2 separate regions of the Mus musculus genome follow, and region 2 is linked to region 1. A link is a contact called in public promoter capture Hi-C data. All regions are on one chromosome and are shown on one strand. The core of a region is the stretch at or near the end of the contact, and the rest is flanking DNA. Distances in the headings are between cores, read along the strand shown.

Region 1 (7,376 bases), core at 1,464-3,963:
CAGCTGTGGTATGCTTGACAATCCTTTCTGCCAACAGTTAAGAATGAGATTACATCTCTCCTTGAAGGGCTCTCTAAGGCCAAGTGATCAAATCTAATTCTAAAATCTTGTGTTATATAACCATAAATGGTACTCAAAATATTTAACATTAAGGCCCTAGATAGTTTGTCCTATCTGTTCTGGGTATGCTGGCTGGATAAAAACCTTTTCACAAATAGAAAGCCATGAGAGAAAGCAACCAGGATTATAAATTGGGTTGTATCTAGAAGGGCATCAACATAAAATAGTAAATCTACTCCAGGAAATTAGTTCGGATTAAAAGCTGCCAAATAATCAAGCTTTAGTTATCAAAAAATACACATTATTAATTTCTGACACACCAGTCTATCCCGAATAGAACACAACAAACTATTCTTCATGGCTGTTTTACTGCCGGGTTAAAATGGAGTAAAGCTCACAAATGGTGTTTACTGAACTAATACATAGATAAATGACACTGAAATTATGATTGGGGGATGCAGTTTGAGCTAATTATCAACAGTGGCAACGAATGAGGTTAAGAACAATAACTACAAGAGTTTCTGTTGAGGAGGAAATTTTACAATTATCTCCTGCTATCCAAAATAAGTAACTAAATTCATAAATCTGAATTTGATGACCAGAAAACACACCACTACTCTCTCAGGAAAGCATCTTAACTAGGGCCATGTTGGCAGCTAATGACAATAGATTATGGAGGCAATTGATAGAATTCACGAGGAGAACATGAATGGTGACTGTGCCTTTAATTCTAGGGCTCCAGAGGCAGAGACAGGCAGACAGATTCCAGGCCAGCCAGTGAAACCCATCCACAAGCAAACCAAACCAAACCAGAAATCCCTAGAAGATAAGTGACTGCTTAGGAAAGGCTGAGTGTGCTCATGAAGGGCGGGGACTGTGGGTAGACTTGTAAATCCCATCACAGGTAGGACAGTCACTTTAAATGGTTACTGTGAAAGAGTATGGCTGTTAAGAAAGAAAGAAAGAAAGAAAGAGAGAGAGAGAGAGAGAGAGGGAGGGAGGGAAGGAGGGAGGGAGGGAGGGAGGGAGAGAGAGAGAGAGAGAGAGAGAGAGGAGGGAGGGAGGGGGTAAAAGGGAAAGGGAAAGGGAAGAAGACAAAGAAATCATGGCTAGATGCTCAAACCAACTGGAAATTTGCTTCTCAGTTACTGGTTCTTCCACCCCCTAAACAGCAGAAGTGAATACCCCATCTGTCAGTCTTAGATGGCCAAGAAGAAATACATGAAAGAAACAGAACACCAATTGTCTCATGACACTGCTTTCCAGAAGGACCAGGTACTTGGCAAAAAGAGAGTAAACAAAACTTACCAACATCATGGCTTGAGCTGGAGGCAGAGTTTACACTAACCATAGCAGCTCAACCCCTAAATAGAGTTGGAATAGGAGAAATTACCAGATCCATAAAAGGCTGTTCTTACACATGAGGAGTGATAGAATGAACATCTGTAAGGGTTTCCATTTCCCTTGCTACCTACAACTCTGCTGGGGCCTGATCTGTGAGGACAGGAAAATGCTGGTTTGGGAGCCTTCTGTTTCATCTACAGGCGTCCTCTGTCACTGAAATCACCAAGTAAAGACTTAATGCCAGCTCTGCTCCAGAGCTACAAAGCAAGAACCCATAGGCATAAAACCACTATTTCTAAAACTCCAAGCCTTAGCACTTATTTTTAATTGGGGGCATGGTCTATTGTTTTTTTCCAAGTATCTCACGGGATTCAAAATAAGCTTTGTGAAAAACAGTAGTCAGAATCTTTTTTAAAAATATACTCAAGTTCTAAAAAGATGAAAGGCCAAGAATGACTGAGCATAGTTTAAGCCCCACCTCCCTGAAGAATCATAGAGTTGCTAGTACACCTGATCTTGAGAAAGACGTATAGGTAGGGAACAGACTAAATGCCATTAATTGCTTCAGAAATAGTGATGCACTCCGGATGCAGGTTGCAAGGAAGTAGAGAATCAGTTGTATAGCAACAAGGGAGAAGATCCCTCATCTTTTACTTCTTTACAACAGAACTCGCCAGCTGCCATACTGCAGTTCCTAGGCAGCTACAGTGACAAGAGCACCCCCCCCCCCCATGTGTACACATCATTTGGAAGTAAGGGAGGCTAGTTCTCAGCCTCTCTAAAGAACAGCGACAAATAACTCATGGCCGCTGTGACAAAACCAGGCCTACGTATCCAGTTTATTATTAGCCTGACATTAAACACCACTTAAAAACAAACAAAACCACCCACCCACACAAACACATACCCCAAGATGGAAAATTACACAATGGCATCTGGAATGATCAACTCTGATGAAGAAACTGGAACCAGGCAGACCCTGTGATGTCCAAAGTAGGGATGGGACAGTCCCAGCCCCTCTCACATTCCTGATGGCGTGTGCAAACACTGCTTCTGTCACAGCAAAGGACTGTAATGACAATCTGGATTCTGGAAGGCTGTCAGGAGCACCAAGCACTACTGAACTCAATCATTTTTGATAAGATAGAACAAAATTGTTTTGGCACACATTGATTCTCAGGGAGAAAACTTAAATTAAGTTTTTGTCTTGTTTAGATGCTAGAAAAAAGGCAGACTTTCCACCTTGCCCCATTACAGTTCATGGTCACAGCCCAGTCAGCTGGCACAAGCAAAGGCGGAGTATGCTTTTGCTCTCCAGAATTTATTAGCACCTGGACCAATTCCAAGGTCTACCTTTTATTGAGGCCTAAAGGGTGGCAGCTTCTGTAAACTTTTACTTCTATACAGAGTCTAGAAGGTCTATAATTAAGAGTTATAGAAATAAGAGCCAGGGAAACTGAACTATACTCGGAAATGAAAATATGGGTGGGGAATCAGGCCAAGGGTTTTCCTAAGAATTGAAGAACAGAATTTTCTGTTTTACTTAATGAGTTGTCTTTCTAGTGTGAACCACAACCGAGCCCAACAAAAGGTTAAGGGGTTTTCAAACACCCCATTCCGTCCTTCCTTTCCTTTGAGAGAGAAGTGACTTGGCTCCATGCTTTGAAGTAGAATAAGCCACTAAGGAGACTCTGGCTAACCTTCTCTTGATCCGATGTTTCCAAAGCTGCAGATTGTGCTAAATGACACATGACAACACAAATATTTCAGAGAAGGAAGGTTTGAACAGTGTCAGGGTAGGGCGCAGCACAGTTACTTCTTGGTTAAAAAAGAAACTTGTTTTTAAGGAGGAGGAGGATGGCAGGAGAACTGATACATGCTCCCCTTGCTACTGACTTGACACTGAGAGTTGATAAATCACAATTTCAACACAAAGGAAGCACAAATTAGAGCAACTGCCTGCTGATTCTCTATTTATTTGTAAGCAGATACATCAGGAGGCCAAAGGCTCTAAAGAAAATCCACTGAAAAGCCCTGAAAAGGTAGGCTCAAACTTCTCCACTATTGTCACTGCTCTCAGCTTCTACCTTTATGTCTGAGCCAGTCATGTTTACACTAAATCTCTCCCTATTTCTTATCTCTCCATATTCTAATTCATTTTCACTGGAGGCAGAAAAATTTATAAAGACTTCAAGACAGAGAATGCCAGTCTGCCCAGCGCGTTACACTGATAGCCTTCCACATTTGCCACTTCTTAGCTGGCAGGCACCTAGTGCACAAAGGGAAGGTAGCCAGCACGGTTCCTGGCGTCATTAAATTGCAATGGTATGTGAAGTTTCCTGAAATGCTGAGAATAGCACAGTCCACTTGTCTACATTTATGCAATAACTTGGCAATCATTACTGTCTATGTGAACAAAGTTCTTTACTATCAAACAGAGAGTCAAATCTAGACCATAATCCAACAGGACATGTTTGGTGGTCTTTGGGAGGCAGATATTAAGGGAGGTGGTGTAGGACTTGAACACAGGACCTAAACATAGTAGGCAAAGAAGCATTCTACCTCCCAATGATCATTCAGTTCACGGAATATGCTAATACATGTGCTGATTTGTTTGTTAGGGAATAGGATCCGTGGCTGGGCTCATAAGTAAATGTGAGAAACAAGAAAAGTATGGCACATAAAATATGGAAGAAAATTTGCTGTAAATCAGGAATAACTGAGGAATGGGATTGGCTAGAAATGTGAGGGGGTGACTGGGAGGAGAGATGCCCTTAGGTCACCAGTGACTGCTGAGCGGAGAGAGTGCTGGGCTGAACACATTACCGCATTTATAAGAGTGGTTTTATAATAGCACCATTAATATCTCTAACTTACAGACAATAAACTGAGACCCAAGATTATACAGCCATCTAAAGGTAAAATAGAGGTTTTTACCTTCATGTCTGTTTACCTCCAAAGTCTACATGGGAATAAAAAACCCCACAGAGATCCAAATTTCTCATCTGTGCTACTATTGGGCTTGGGAGAGACAGAGAGAAATCAAACCGCTTTTTTTTTAACCTTTCTGAAAATGTTTCTATAATTTCTATTACTTTTTTATATTTTTTAATAGGTATTTTCCTCATTTACATTTCCAATGCTATCCCAAAATTCCCCCATACCCTCCCCCCACTCCCCTACCCATCCACTCCCACTTCTTGGCCCTGGCGTTCCCCTGTACTGAAGCATATAAAGTTTGCATGACCAATGGGCCTCTCTTTCCACTGATGACCGACTAGGCCATCTTCTGATACATATGCAGCTAGAGACACGAGCTCTGAGGGTACTGGTTAGTTCATATTGTTGTTCCACCTATAGGGTTGCAGACCCCTTTAGCTCCTTGGATACTTTCTCTAGCTCCTCCATTGGGGGCCCTGTGATCCATCCAATAGCTGACGGTGAGCATCCACTTCTGTGTTTGCTAGGTCCTGGCATAGTCTCACAAGAGACAGCTATATCAGGGTCCTTTCAGCAAAATCTTACTAGTGTATGCAATGATGTCAGCGTTTGGAGGCTGATTATGGGATGGATCCCTGGGTATGGCAGTCTCTAGATGGTCCATCCTTTCGTCTCAGCTCCAAACTTTGTCTCTGTAACTCCTTCCATGGAATACCCAAGATACAAGATACAATTTGCAAAACACATGAAACTCAAGAAGAAGGAAGACCAAAGTGTGGACACTTTGCCCCTTCTATTACTTTTTAAAAGACCACTGCAGCCAGTCTCTTAGGCACTATCACAACTGGGAGATAGAAAAATCTGTAAAAACTCTATTCCTGTATCCCTTAACACATTTTAAATATGCTTACCACAGGAATTATAAAGAGAAAAGGTTTGAAAAACAGCAGTTAAAGGATCCAGATATTCTGGTTAGTGATAAGCATGCCACAAGTTCCTTATTACATCAACTGCAGTAGTCATAGAGATAAAGGAGGAATGCTTGTGGAGGTCAGGATGGCTAGACTGAAAACTGTCCACAACTTGTCCTTTACAAGGTCCCAACAAAATAAAGCAAAGATCAACCCAGAAAAAATAAAGCTCTAAAGAAAATGGACAGGTAGAAAGCATGTCAACACCACAGCAAGAAACACACGTAGATTCTAAAAGATGGGAAGCAGAGGGGGAAGGACTGGAGGAGAAATGGCACAAACACCAAGAAGACAGGAAACTGCAAATACAAAGGACCACACTGAGGAGGCTCTGAAGACAGCAGTAATCCACCAATCAGAAATGCCATCCAGAAGAGCTGCACAGAGGGAGCACTCCTGGGTCTCCCTGAAATCCACAGACTTATCAAGAACAGGAAGGTTTGGTCTACTTGGCAAAAACTCAACAAATACCTTTATAAGCAGATATGTTATTATAGGCATGTCCGCTATTCCATAGTTGAATGTGTGATCCATAAAACAAATGTTGCTCACAGAAAACACTAAAATAATAAGGCTCATGAGGAAGAGCTGAAGATTTTTCATTTAAGGCCATGGGTATTGTAGACTATGACTTACAAAAGTACATTAGTAAATCCGCCATCGAACACAAAATGTCTATTAGCAGAATGCTTTGAATTCTGCAGGCTCTCTTGTCTCCTGCTCCTTCTAGATGAGATTTGAAGAGATGGGTGTTTTGGAAACAGACCATTTTAATCAAACTATAGAAAATGACACAGGGTTAGTCTTCTCCATTAGTCCATTGTTTTCACATAAAAGGATTCACCTTCACAGATTTTATGCCTTCGTTGAAGGTTTGTTACAGAGGTCACCCATACAACAGAAGACTAGAAGCTACTAAAGTTCTTATGCCTAGTATGAAAAGAAGTTGAAACTATAAGTTCCTCAATTTAGGGCTCCAAACTTTTAAGTCTTCAATACTCCACAACTCTCATAAAAGGCGAGAAAGGTAGCCTTCATTTTCAGTCTTTGAGAAAAGTCTATAAAAGAATGTGACTTTCAACTTGATAACAAAGCCAGACTCCAAATTATCAATCAGCAGGCTGTTTGTCCCAAAGAAACACGTGGTATATACAGCTAGTAGGAAATGTAACATTGGAACTACCAGATGGCTTCTGTGGCCTGAACAAAAAGGATGGGAGAGCGAGGTACACCACAATGGAGCCACTCTCTGTCCTGTGAGGTGCACTAAAGCTCCTAACAGAGCCCTGTCTGCCAAGACAATTTTACTGGGCTCTGAAATTCCCTGCTCCGGGGCTGATGTTCGGAGAAGCACCTTGTACAGAAGGCAGCTTCTGACACGGCCTGGCCACCTCTCCCTTTCCCCTCTGGGAAGCAGCACTGGGACAATGCAGTGAACACGGTCGGACTTCAACCAGTGAGCATCTGCCTGCCTACGTAAGTATAAGTCAAGGAACACAGAACAATTAGGGACTTGAAAAGAAAAGGAACAAAATCAACAAAAGGGAACAAATCAGTCACAGCTGAAGCAGGTGTTCATTCTTTTAGGTAGTACTCACAGATAATAAAACTGTGTTTATAAACTGGAAAGATGGGTCTATAATAGTACATTTAAATAGATATTAAAGTGCTAAGATACATCAACCAAAATAAAGTGAGCTCCATCAATAGAACAGGGTGTAAATATTGTGAGGTTTGAAATATTTCTGCTTTTACCAATATAGTTATGATGCATTATACAGTACATACAATAAATACACAAGCACTCTATAAATACATGAAGAGTCAAGTTATGGATAACTAAATGAATAAACAAATATGATGGATGACTAAGCACAAAAGTGAACATAAGTCAACTAGTGTGATTGGCTGAGCAAACAAGGATGCTCGAGGATGTAGTTGAGGCATCTTCCAATCCTGAAGGGAAATGTAAAGGAAGGTCTCTAGAGAAAGCCATAGCAAAAGGTCAAATACAGTTTACAGAAGGAGTTAAACAGGGAGAATAAATAATCCAAGATCTGA
Region 2 (7,376 bases), core at 2,567-5,066, 150 kb before region 1:
CAGGAAACCAGTTCAGGCAGAGCCCCTTTTCCTGAAAGGAGAGAGAGGCACCATACTCCTGTGTGCCACCCATTCCCTAGTGATACCCACCCCCAATATCCCCAATAACACAACACTTTCCCTGCTTAGTTGCAGCTGGGTCAACGACAGCTTTCCCCACAGATTCCTGGTGTACCAGGCTCACATTTCCTGGGCCCACAAGACAGTGACATCCTTCTTACACACGGGCTTTAATGAGGAATTCAAAGGATTGGGGCACATGCCTGGAATTACAAGAGTTGAAAGGTTGAGGCTAGAGGATCGCTATGAATTCAAGGCCAGTCTAGGCTTTAAAACAAAACCCTGTCTCCAAGGGGAAAGCCACTGCAGAGTCAACTGGAATTAGACCTTAGCATGAGTGTAGGGCTTACCTCAGTTTCTAATTTCTCCCTCTGATCTCTCATCACAAGTGATACGTTTGTAGGACTGACTTTCTTAGTCCTTTCTCTCATGCTCTTTCTGATTTCTCATATACCCTTGATTGAATGTTCAGTCTCTCCCCAACCTTGCCTCCACCACTGGCCTGGGCAGTAGATACAGTGGATATTCTGTTAGGGATGAACTCACTGGTCTCATGAATTGAAGACTGACTTGAAAAGCTGACTGTCACTATCTGGCACAAGTGCTTTACCTGGAAAATGGAGACAACAGGGGGCAGTCTCTTCACCAGAGCAGTCGCAGGTACATTCTTAGCATGGTGGGCACACAAACACCCTAACAAGGACTAGCGAGTGGAGGGTGAAGTCTGACTGCATTAGTCTGTAAGAACACTCTGTGGAATCATGCCTACGCCCAAGAGCCCTGACACCAATCTGTGTGGGGCTTGTCAGGGTTCAAATCCTGGTGCTACAACTTAGTATATGTGGGACTCTAGTCACATACTTTATTCTACCCATTCATAAAATGAATCATAAAGAAATGGCTCAAAAATATCATGCTAATGTTTTTCCTTGACAGCGAATATAAATGTCACGGTCTTGGTAAAGGACAGGAATACAAAATTGTGGACATTGGAACTTTCTAGGACTTGGAGAAGGTTTAGGGTTTGAAGAAGCAGATAATACTGAGATTATGGCTGTGGTAGAGTTCAGGAAGTTGGGAAATCCTGGGGTCCTCATCCGTAAGTAACAGCCCACGTGGGAACAATGGGGTTAAACAACACACTTGTTAGATAACAGGCAAAAGCTGGGAGGATCTCAGTGATTCTACTGGACCTACAGCACAGTGCTAATCTATAGATTGTTTCACCCTCACATGGTTGAGAAAAGAGGTTCTTTTATGGAGGAAATGAGTTGGCAAATGCTGACCTATGCTTTTACAATAGCCTGTCAAAGCAGGGACCAGAACTCCCCTTTCAGCAAGCTGCTAAGGGACTCCCAGAGAGAGGCTGGTGCAGCTCCAGGGGCAGAAGGCATAAATTACCTTACTGGCCCCTGCATACAGGGGAGGGGAAGGGGGCATCTGAGAGGCAAGGCTGCAGGCAGCTCCCCAATGAATGAACCACGGGCTGCTGCACCATGGGTTCTCAGAACTCACCTCAATCCTCCCCAGGTTGTCATTTCCCCGACTCCTTGAATTTGGTCTTTCTTCCCACTGTTTCCCGCCCCCACAGCCCTCATTAAGAAAACTATCATTTAAAGCCCTAGTTACTGTGGGAGAGGGGAGGGGGCAAGAAAATGTTCGAGAGAGGGGACTGGAAGGACAGGCACAGAGTAAGGCGAAGCATAGACTTTGGTCTTCTGACTCAACGCAGCCCTTGCGTGGATTCGGCTGCCTGCCCCTAGGTCCCCACCATCCTGCAGATCCAAACTCTGGCCGCGCAGCCAGGCACCCCGTCAGCATTCAGCGGGGGTGCGGATGACGCGGGCGCTCGTAGGAGGCCGGCCAACTGCTGCAGCCCCACCGAGGGCCGCCGCACCCGGGCCCCTGAGCCCAGCAGTCCACGGCTGTAGGGTGCTGGGTGGCTCGGGTGGGGGCCGCGCAGTCTCCGCTGCAGCCCCGCACGGCTCCAGCCTATCAGCGGCCAACCAGCCACTCGCTCCGACCTGACCAAAATAGCTGCGAACGCCTGCGACTAGCGCGCAGCCCCTCACTTGACGCTCACTCGGACTCGCTCGCCCGCTCGCCCGCTCGGGCCGCTCCGATCGTCTAGAGGGGGCGGGGAGGAAGCTGCGGGGGAGGGGGGAGGGGGGTGGGGAAAAAGAAGGAAGGAAGGAAGGAAGGAAGGAAGGAAGGAAGGAAGGAAGGAAGGAAGAAGCGAGGAAGGCAGGCAGCCCTCCGCGACTCGGGGCTGCGCGGCGCGAGCCAGCGCGTGCTGGAAGGCGCGGCGTTAACCCCTTGAGGGCAGGCGGCAGAGGGAGAGCGGTGTTAATACATAAGAGCACTGCATCACGCTAATCTTCTCCCTAGAACAGTATGCGTCAGCAGTACATTCACGTTCTGACTGAAGGACAAAAGGATGAGAGAGCAGTCTGCGTGGCTGCCACCTGCAACACCGCGAGCCCGGCGCGAGGAGGAGACGGTGGGCGCCGAGCGCAGGGGCCCCGCTGCTGCCACCGCCGCCGCTAGCCAGCGGGGACCATGTTCACCGGCTTCGGAGCGTTTCCCGCAGCCGCTACCCCCACTGCTCACGCTGCCGTCGCCAGCGCTCTGGCCGCTGCAGCAGCCCGCTGGCAGCTCCGTTGCTGAAGGCTCCGGGAGCCCAGCGGCGAACTCGCACTCTCCGCACAAAGCCGGGGCCGGCGGCGCGCCGGGAGCCCAGCAGTGGCGGGCGGCGGCGGGCGCTTGCGCGCTGCCGGGGGCTGCGGCCGCCGCCGCTGCCGGACCCGCGCCCGCCCCCGGACTCCCTGAAGGGGCCTGCGGTGCGGGCGCGACCGCGGGCGCTGCGCGCTCCTCCGTTCGCGGACTGGGTCCCAGCACCACGTCCACGCCGCTGCCCCTCTGGGGCTGGACGGATTACCGCTCCCCGCACCAGCAGACGGCGGGACTGGAGAACTGAGCCCAGTTTTTGTCTTTTTAACCCTTCCGAGAAGAGGCGAAGAGAAAAGGGGGTGTGTGCCTAGGGAGGGCGAAGGCGCAGCGAACACCTCTTAACTCTCGCAGCCCCGCGAGCTCACGACTGCAATCAGCTGCCGCCAGCTCTGGGCGGCCGACGCTGGGAAAGCAGAGTGGAGAGCAGCGCAGCAACCAGCGAGCGCGGCCTGGGCGGCTTCGGGAGCGCCCCCGCACCCCCATCCCCCGCGGCGGCCCAGGGAGAGGGCTGGGGGCTGGAGACACACTTTGGCGATGAAGCGCCTTCTCCCGCGACTGGAACAAGCTGGTGCCAGGGTCCAAGGACAAAGCAGGGAAGCGCTGGTGGCGCCGCTCCTCGGGCTCTCGGGGGGGCATGCACCTGCATAGCCCGCCGGGCCTTGGCTCTCCCTGGCGCGCCTCAACTCCGCGGCTTCGCCGGCTCCGGATTTACTAGAAGCCATTTTGTCTCCCCTACCCCTCCCCTCCCCTCCCCTCTGCCCTCCCTGCCCCCACTACTTCCCCCTTTGTTAATTAAAACTAAAGTCAGAATGGGAACGATGAGCCCAGCTCTCGTGGAGAAAGCTTAAGGACACAGCGCTAATTCTTTCCTGCTTTCCTTCCGAGGTAGGTGACAGGGAATTGGGTGGGGATGGTCGCAACGTGGGAGAGAGTCTTAGCTTTCTATGGGTTGGCCTTGAGGGTGGGCTGGTAGATGAGGGGCCGCTCAGTAGTTTCGCAGGGTTTTTCTAGGCCGATCTGCTTGTCTCTAATCGCCCCCTCCCCACCTCCTTCTCCAGATGGAAAGAGGAGCTCCTAGCTCACTTAAGCCGGGGTAAGGCTGGTTCTCTTTTCCAAGCCAAAATCCCAGGCGATGGTGAATTATGAACGTGCCACACCATGAAGCTCTTGTGGCAGGTAACTGTGCACCACACCTGGAATGCCGTCCTGCTTCCCGTCGTCTACCTCACGGCGCAAGTGTGGATTCTGTGTGCAGCCATCGCTGCTGCCGCTTCAGCCGGGCCCCAAAACTGCCCCTCCGTCTGTTCCTGCAGTAACCAGTTCAGCAAGGTGGTGTGCACCCGCCGGGGACTCTCTGAGGTCCCACAGGGTATTCCTTCCAACACCCGGTATCTCAACCTCATGGAAAACAACATCCAGATGATTCAGGCCGACACCTTCAGGCACCTCCATCACCTGGAGGTCCTGCAGCTGGGCAGGAACTCCATCAGGCAGATAGAGGTGGGGGCCTTCAATGGCCTCGCCAGTCTCAACACTCTGGAACTGTTCGACAACTGGCTGACAGTCATCCCCAGTGGGGCCTTTGAGTACCTGTCCAAACTGCGGGAGCTCTGGCTGCGAAACAATCCCATTGAGAGCATCCCTTCTTATGCCTTCAACCGGGTGCCCTCCCTCATGCGTCTGGACTTGGGGGAACTCAAGAAGCTGGAGTATATCTCTGAGGGGGCTTTTGAGGGGCTGTTCAACCTCAAGTACCTGAACTTGGGCATGTGCAACATTAAGGATATGCCCAATCTTACACCCCTGGTGGGGCTCGAGGAGCTTGAGATGTCAGGGAACCACTTTCCTGAGATCAGGCCTGGGTCCTTCCATGGCCTAAGCTCCCTCAAAAAACTGTGGGTGATGAACTCACAGGTCAGCCTGATTGAGCGGAATGCTTTTGACGGACTGGCTTCCCTCGTGGAACTCAACTTAGCCCACAATAACCTCTCATCTTTGCCCCATGACCTCTTCACACCCCTGAGATACCTGGTGGAGTTGCACCTACACCACAATCCTTGGAACTGTGATTGTGATATTCTGTGGCTGGCTTGGTGGCTTCGGGAGTATATCCCAACCAATTCCACCTGCTGTGGCCGCTGTCATGCTCCCATGCACATGCGAGGCCGCTACCTGGTAGAGGTGGACCAGGCTGCCTTTCAGTGCTCTGCCCCTTTCATCATGGATGCACCCCGGGACCTCAATATCTCTGAGGATCGGATGGCAGAACTGAAGTGTCGGACTCCCCCTATGTCCTCTGTGAAGTGGTTGCTGCCCAATGGGACAGTGCTCAGCCACGCCTCCCGGCATCCCCGGATCTCTGTTCTCAATGATGGCACCTTGAACTTTTCTCGTGTGCTGCTCATAGACACTGGAGTATACACATGCATGGTGACCAATGTGGCAGGCAACTCCAATGCCTCGGCCTACCTCAATGTGAGCTCGGCCGAGCTCAACACCCCCAACTTCAGCTTCTTCACCACTGTAACAGTGGAAACCACAGAGATATCACCTGAGGACATAACACGGAAGTACAAGCCTGTTCCCACCACATCCACTGGTTACCAGCCGGCATATACCACCTCTACCACGGTGCTCATTCAGACCACCCGTGTGCCCAAGCAGGTGCCAGTACCCTCCACAGATACCACTGACAAGATGCAGACCAGCCTGGATGAAGTCATGAAGACCACCAAGATCATCATTGGCTGCTTTGTGGCAGTGACTCTCCTAGCTGCTGCCATGTTGATTGTCTTCTATAAACTTCGCAAGCGGCACCAGCAGCGGAGTACAGTCACAGCTGCCAGGACAGTAGAGATTATCCAGGTGGATGAAGACATCCCAGCAGCAGCACCTGCAGCAGCAACAGCAGCTCCGTCCGGTGTATCAGGTGAGGGGGCAGTAGTGTTGCCCACAATACATGACCATATTAACTACAACACCTACAAACCAGCACATGGGGCCCACTGGACAGAAAACAGCCTGGGGAACTCTCTGCACCCCACAGTCACCACTATCTCTGAACCTTATATAATTCAGACCCATACCAAGGACAAGGTACAGGAAACTCAAATATGACTCCCCCTCCCTCAAAAACTTATAAAATGCAATAGAATGCACAAAAAAGAGCAACTTTTGTACAGAGTGGGGAGAGACTTTTTCTTGTATATGCTTATATATTAAATCTATGGGCTGGTTAAAAAAGATTATATTAAAATTTAAAAACAAAAAAATGAAAACAAAACTATTTTCTAACTTGTAAGTTCTATTTAAAGGGGAGGGAAGGGGTTCTTGGCAATGTTGTGGGTAGGAGCCTCAAGTCAACTGCTGTAAGGTGGAAACTGCTAAGACAAAACAAACTAAAACAACCAACACCCCTAAAGTGGCAGGGTGTGGGCTGCTGGGGGCAGGGAGGATAGCCTGCATCTGTCAATTTTTAGAAGATGCTTTACAGGATCTAGGAATACCATTTCTATAGACACCTTTCTTAAGCTGAGAGCTGTCTTTACAGATCTATCTTATTAAACAAAATAATTTTAAAAAGCATCACAAATTTGTACTGTGCCCAAAGGTTGAGCGGTGATTTTTTTTCCCCTACAGAGACAATGGGGAAGATAGATCTGTAAATGTATTTTAAGTAGGAAAACCACCAAAATTCCAACTAATCCTTCCAGAGGTTGTTTCTTTGTACGTGTGCGCAAATCCTCTGGGTTTGTGCCTTCAGACTGGCATGTGTCTCCCCTGACAATGCTTCAAGACAGCTTGGAAGGAAGGGAGCTGGCGTAGCTCTCCATCAAATGCTTTCACATTGCACCAGATTCCTGCAGTTGGGCATAACCCACTCTGCAAGGCATGTGTCTATTCAGGGTTTCCCGGGAGGAGGAGGCGGCCTGAAGGGGGTGCGGCCGGCCCAGGAGGAAGGGAAGCAGAGCAGCAGCAGCAGAGGGAATGATTCACAGGAGGCCATAAATCAGCATTGTGCAGTGGCCACCTGTTGTTCCGGGTATCTGACAAATGATTGTAGACAATGATGACATTTTATGATTTTTCAAAAAAGATCTTGCTTGTTTTGAGGTGGAAAGGAGGATAGGCTGGGAATGGGGGGAACTTGGGGGAGTGGAAGCTTTTCTCTTGCTTAGGATTTGGTGACTATTCTAAATGCTGATTCATTAGGGATTATTGCAGCTGATGCCAACTAGTTGTGGTGATAGAGTGAGTGGGGGCAGAACATGAGTAGAGAGGGGAAGGAGAGCTAAAAAGGGCACAGGCTCAATTTAAAGAAGCCTTCGCCAACCAGGATGTTACAAGAACACTGACAAGGGGAACACACAAATGAGTTGGGCATGAAATTCTGTTGAATGGGCACCATTGGGGGAAGCTTCCCTCCCCTAGGCTACCTCCAGTAGTTACAAGCAAGGGCAAGGTCTCTTATTCTGGTCCATTTAATGATGTAACTTTCAGTTATTATTTTAGCTTTAAGAGAAAATTAAGGGTTCAGATTTGAAAGGGGGTGGTATGGGTGGGAGATGCCAACAAAAGAACACTGA

What was found. Promoter capture Hi-C pulls out the DNA fragments that hold promoters and counts their contacts.
Region 2: a promoter capture Hi-C map of liver shows a contact between it and region 1, with 3 times the contacts expected there. The contact joins the promoter of Lrrc4 here to the enhancer-like site in region 1. A contact is called at or near these places in 11 of 39 promoter capture datasets (the 3T3-L1 cell line, 3T3-L1-derived adipocytes, cranial neural crest and 6 more), 1 of 484 Hi-C or Micro-C datasets (nephron progenitors), 3 of 115 datasets of contacts at active chromatin or transcription factors (embryonic forebrain, forebrain and neural tube) and 4 of 9 other capture datasets (adipose tissue, embryonic stem cells, liver and 1 more).

What each region holds. Positions count from the first base shown.
Region 1 is chr6:28,677,063-28,684,438 of GRCm38.p6, reverse strand. All of the region lies in intron 12 of Snd1 (staphylococcal nuclease and tudor domain containing 1), which reads right to left. Among named protein-coding and RNA genes, the nearest start is that of Lrrc4, 150 kb to the left of the region's middle. Within about 2 kb of position 2,713, at least 27 of the 459 cell types and tissues checked have an H3K27ac peak or open chromatin away from gene starts, as enhancers often do. A contact at or near this core is called in liver and pancreatic islet, where this site is marked.
Region 2 is chr6:28,828,187-28,835,562 of GRCm38.p6, reverse strand. Lrrc4 (leucine rich repeat containing 4) reads left to right here and starts at 3,816. Exons shown (of 1, transcript NM_138682.2): 1 at 3,816-7,376. The coding sequence starts at 3,949. The coding sequence ends at 5,907. The region is part of intron 16 of Snd1 (staphylococcal nuclease and tudor domain containing 1); the gene reads right to left.